Regions from separate parts of the Mus musculus genome. Here region 2 is linked to region 1. A link is a contact called in public Hi-C data. All regions are on one chromosome and are shown on one strand. The core of a region is the stretch at or near the end of the contact, and the rest is flanking DNA. Distances in the headings are between cores, read along the strand shown. Region 1 has its middle 3.5 kb from the start of Gm39165. Region 2 overlaps Gm35712 (a long non-coding RNA gene).

The links. Hi-C and Micro-C count contacts between places; a contact is called where the count stands out from the background.
Region 2: a Hi-C map of the G1E-ER4 cell line shows a contact between it and region 1, with 2.0 times the contacts expected there. The contact joins two enhancer-like sites. A contact is called at or near these places in 9 of 484 Hi-C or Micro-C datasets (the G1E-ER4 cell line, cortical neurons, embryonic stem cells and 3 more), 1 of 115 datasets of contacts at active chromatin or transcription factors (embryonic stem cells) and 1 of 9 other capture datasets (embryonic stem cells).

What each region holds. Positions count from the first base shown.
Region 1 is chr8:36,203,756-36,206,455 of GRCm38.p6, forward strand. No RefSeq gene overlaps it. Among named protein-coding and RNA genes, the nearest start is that of Gm39165, 3.5 kb to the right of the region's middle. Within about 2 kb of position 1,321, at least 2 of the 459 cell types and tissues checked have an H3K27ac peak or open chromatin away from gene starts, as enhancers often do. A contact at or near this core is called in the G1E-ER4 cell line, where this site is marked.
Region 2 is chr8:36,282,514-36,285,213 of GRCm38.p6, forward strand. The region is part of intron 1 of Gm35712 (a long non-coding RNA gene); the gene reads left to right. Among named protein-coding and RNA genes, the nearest start is that of Lonrf1, 35 kb to the left of the region's middle. Within about 2 kb of position 1,303, at least 36 of the 459 cell types and tissues checked have an H3K27ac peak or open chromatin away from gene starts, as enhancers often do. A contact at or near this core is called in the G1E-ER4 cell line, where this site is marked.

The DNA of each region.
Region 1 (2,700 bases), core at 71-2,570:
TATTTTCCTACAGAACTAAGTGTCTAAGAGATGGTGTTAGCAGCCGAATAGCTGTGTCAGTGTGGAACACAGAGTTGGTCCTAGCAAGTAGTTTGGAGAACCAAAGATCTAAACTTTAAAATGGGGCTAGCTCATTGGAAGGATCTGAGGTTTTTAACAAGTTTCCAATTCTAATCTTCAGCTATTGCCAAAAATAAGCTCCAGAGCTTGCATAAGAATCCCAATAAATTAACAACCAGATTGCATTAGCCTAATAAATGCATGGGCAACTTTTGACTTTACAGAACTTTGATTGCCCTGTAAAATCTGCTCATATGCCCCAGTACAGGGGAATGCCAGGGCCAAAAAGGGGGAGTGGGTGGGTAGGGGAGTGGGTGGGGGTGGGTATGGGGGACTTTTGGTTTAGCATTGGAAATGTAAATGAGCTAAATATCTAATAAAAAATGGAAAAAAAAGAAAAAATTCAGAGGTTGCCAATGGTGTAAGAATCAGGTGGACGGTGACTGTGGGGGCATTGCCTAACTCACTCCTGTGCGTGTGAGTTACCAGCATTTTTCAGATACTCTGACCTGGAGTAAGAAGGTAGGTTACCCGTGCATATGTCTCAGCTCGCAGCTCCTCTGAATAGACTTGTGGGAAGATCTCTGGGGTCAAATGCACGATGGTTCTCTGTCTATGGTGAAGCTTCATCCTGGGATCAACACTCTTCTTGTCTGGGCAACATCTGTACCAGAAAAATCCCCCAACTTCAGGTACACACTCTCAACTTCAACACACAGTCACAGTGCATCCCTCCAGTCTCACTGCATCCCTCCAGTTGCAAACAGAATCATTCCCCCATAGATTAAGTCTACAAATCCAAAGGTGTGCTCACTTGCTCTCTCTCTCTCTCTCTCTCTCTCTCTCTCTCTCTCTCTCTCTCTCTCTCCTCTCTCTCTCTCTCTCCTCTCTCTCTCTAGGGAATGATCCTTTGGAGTCTCTTTCAGCTTTTGGTAGCCCTATCATTCTTGGACTTGCAGAGTTCATCCCCTGCCTCTATGGTCACAGGGCTTGTTGTGTCTTTGCCTGCTCTTGCCTTTTGGTGGCCTCTCTTCTCTCCATGTATGCAATAACAATACTGTTAAGGACTCCTTTTTTCACTAGGACCTCATTTTAACTTAATTAGTTATACCCGGAAAGATCCCACTTCTGTATAGGTTTCCATTCTCAGATGCTCAGGATTAAGAGTGCAACATAGAAATTTTGCATTATAGACAGCTCAATCTATAGCAAGCTGCTTTAGTCAGCAAAGCCAGACACTAAAAATAGCCCAAATGCCCTTCAAGTAGAGAATGGATGAACAAATATGGTATCTTTACATAACAGGATATTACTCAGAAACAAGCAGATGAGTTACTGTTAAATACACCACCTTGGATGGATCTCAAGTGCTTAGTGTGGAAGAAATGGGAGGAGAGGGCTACACCCAGCAAGGGTTCTAATACTCACCAATACTTCCACACCCAGCAACGGTTCTACACTCACCAAAGATTCTATACTCAGCAACGGCTCCACACTTAGCAATGCTTCCACTCTCACCAGTGGCTCAGAGTTCTTCTATTTGTAGTAGCCTTCTGCATGAGGCATAGACATAGAAGCACAGGAAACATCAGTATTCCCAGGTATGGAAAGGATAGGGAAAAAATTCAAAAGAGACTGGGGGGGGGCGGCTGATGGAACATTATCATCAGCATCTTGACATTAAAGCTGGCTCTATGACTGTACATGTTTGTATACATCTAGAGAACCACACTGCAAAAGAATTGAATATATGCAACTCACACACCAGTAAGCTTGACCCACCCCTCCACAATGGTGTTAGAGAACGTGGATATTAATGGCTATGGGCTGAACATAGCTTGTTACCCCACCCCCCCAAAAAAACCTGTGTTGACATTGCATCCTCATCAGACAATGCAGAAGTGCAATCCGCAGGCCCATTTACGAGGTGCCTGAGGCTCTGCTCTCATCCGTGGGGGAGTCTGTTTATGTGACTGAAAAGTGGTGGTCCAATGGGTTATCTAGGGTGGGTCTGTTGTGGAAGCTTGTTTGGCTGCATCTCTCCTACACTCCCCATCTCCTGCCATGTGACGATGCCTTCTGACATAGCCCCTCAACCACAGGGCAGAGTAGGAGCCAAAATAAGTTTACCCAGGGGATAGAGAAATGGTTAAGTTGGGTAAGAGTCCTTGCTTGGCAATCCTGGGGACATGAGTCAGGATAGTCATGTGGACCCACGGAGCACATGCATGCACGCATGCAACACACACACACACACACACACGTACAAAGAAAAACAATAACAACTAAAGAATAGGCTTTATCTATACTGTGGTAGTGTATTATTAGCAGTAAACTGGAGAAGACATCCACATACAAGAAACACACATGCACACACTTCCCTCTCACACATAAACACTACCTTAAAATAAATCACCAACTTCAAGGTAAAAGCTAAAACTACCCAACTTTTAGAAGAAAACAGAAAACTCTTCGAAACCCTGGGAGAAAGCAAAATTTTCTTAGATGTGGTATGAAAAGCAGTCTATATAAGGAGAGGGAGTCAGAGACAGACAGAGAGGGAAATGAGACTTCACCAGAACTTTAAATATGTCCCCTTGACGAAGGAGTTCTCTGGGATATTTAAAGAATTCTCAGAAA
Region 2 (2,700 bases), core at 53-2,552, 79 kb after region 1:
TTTTTGACAGGAATGAAACTTGGTCCTTGTGGAACTGATGAGAACAACTGCCGTTTGTTTGTTTGTTTGTTTGTTTGTTTGTTTGTTTGTTTTGTGGTACAGGGCTACAGGAAGTACCTAAGGGAGTCAATTGGATATCTAAGATGTTAAAATGTCATTGGGTCACTAGGAAAAAACATCCAAAGAGACTCTTTAAAATGCCAAGAGAAAGCTAATGATACTCTCATGTGAGTGGCTTCCAACCAGAACTCTGTAAGCTTACCAGTGTGACCACGCTGGAATTTCTGTCAATAAATGTCATGTCTCAGATTACAGGAAAACAGCGATTCATTCAACAGCATGACATTTGCTGCCAGGAGAGTGGCTGCAGAACAGAACAGAGCAGGGGAAGACTCTAGAAGACCCGTGTAGTAGTTCACGTAGGAAGTGGACTTGTTCAGGTAATTAGATAATAATTAGATATACTTTAAAACACACTGCTTTAAGAGTGCCACATTGCTCAAAGTCCCCTTGATAACACCTCTGTGGTGAGAAGTGCAATATTCTCTTTAAAGTTCATGGTCTTAGTCTAGGATTTCTTTGCTTGTTTATACATTAAAAAAAAAATCTCTGGCATGGTTAATTCCTTGGGCTGGCAGAAAGAAGTCATTAACTGGTTTCACATTTTCCATTGTAGGAAAACTTTGTAGGTGTGTTGAATTTCTATTCGGGCAGGGAGGGACTCCTTCCTATTCAAAGGCGAGCTTTGTACACTTCACCACAAGGATGCCCTTCATCTTCGAAGCTTCCAGCATTTCACAATCACAAACGGTCTTGGTTGGCGTAACCTGCTGCGCTATGTAGCTTCTACGGTGTGTTTTTATTTGCAGGGCTTACAAAGCATATAATGACTATTAATGAGTCTTCCCGGGCAGTTTTTAGCTCATTTCTGGCATCCATCAACTGTTTTGCTTAGTGCGGTGAAGGTTTCTTCCAGATAAAACCTGACTTTGGCTCTGGATACTATATTTTTCCAATGGCTATTAATCAATTGTGCAAGCTGCCTGAAGTCCTTTTTGGAGATAGGCTGTTATAAATAAGCACGAACATTCACTGGTTCATCCAGGAAATGCAGAAGTACAGGCCAGCTGTACGTGCAAAAAAGCATGCCCAGGCCATAGGCGTGCAGAGGGGGGCAGACTGCTCCTCAGTGTGCACACAGGTCACACTGTTTGTATATCACCCTCTTCCGGGGGGCCAGAAGGGTCAAAAACAACACGTGATCCCGGAGGTTACTATCAAAACAAACATGTTTCATGAGATGCAAGCTGTAACGTGAGATAACTTAAGTATATGTAGAATGCTCTCTTAAAGGGCCTCTACAACCACAGTTAATGAGACTCAACAGGGAATAAGATAACCGAGGCTTCCAACACACAGTCCTTAACAGATTTCCTCACATTTCCAGCTGAAATGTGATAAATTAAATTGCTGAGTCAGAGTATGAACATATTGTTTGAAGAAATGTTTGTACTCTACGTTAAAGGCACTGTTCACTATATTTTGTATGCTTAAAAATATATTTAAAGTATAAATGAAAAATTAATTAGGCTTGCCTTACATTGGTGTGTACAGGAAAAGCTAACTGCAGGTTTAAGACTGGGGAAATGTCATGAAATACAGAATTCTCCAAAGGGAGAAAGCTCGGGGGTAACACATTAAGTGTAGAACAGACATTAACCCCACAGAGAGCCCGGTCTCTCATCCCCATCAGGAGTGTAGGGACTGAAGGTTTGGGGCCTTAATTATTTATGGAAGGCTAAACTCACTGGGACACCTAGGAGAGCAACTAACAAATCAGCTTCCTTCTGAAGGCTGAGGACTGAGGTGGATGTCTTTGTGTTTGGGATGTTTGGGGAAGGACAGAAAGAATGGTACACAGAAAAAAGAAAATAGTCCAAGATTCTGGTGCGCTCCAGTCATGGCAAATAAAAACAGAAAACAAAACTTTTCTCAGCCACAAAACAACAAATTCCCAAGTAGCGTTATATGTGGGCCTTCTAAACAAACTATACATATGAACATATTCTATACAAACTATATTGTGAAGATGTTTCGTGTGAAGTAGTTCTAGAATCTATGACACCCTGCTATTTTACCCATGAGTGGAGATTTTAATTGGAAAATAATCACCATGATGTCTCCTGTATAATCTGAGCATGTCTATTAGTCAAAACTTAACACTGTCACAAGTATATGTTAGTAAGTCATTAAACCACCTTGTTCTTCAACTTGAGTGTTTTAAAGGAGCCAGGGAAATAACTCACCTGCAGGGCACTTGCCAGTATATGCACAGCCCTGTGTTTAATCCCAAACACTGAAAAAAAAAAACCTAGCAAACAAAATTACTTTCAAAAATGAGATTTAAAAGCCTTAAACTTGAAACAAGCAGCAAATGTGGAAAAAAAAACCCAACCTTCCCTTTAAAAAAGTAAGGGGTAGGGTCTCCGATATTTATATTTTTATGGGACTGTGGGACCTACAGGTTTGTCTGAAGAGTTTGAACACCACAACTTTTAGTGCCATGTGGAGTTAACTGTGTGTCTAATAACCCAGGCTCACGGACAGCAGCCATAGGATGAGCAAGCACAGATGAAGCAATTTGAAAATCATCAGGGCCCTGCATATACCTGGGCATCTTCTTTTATAGTTCCAGATCTC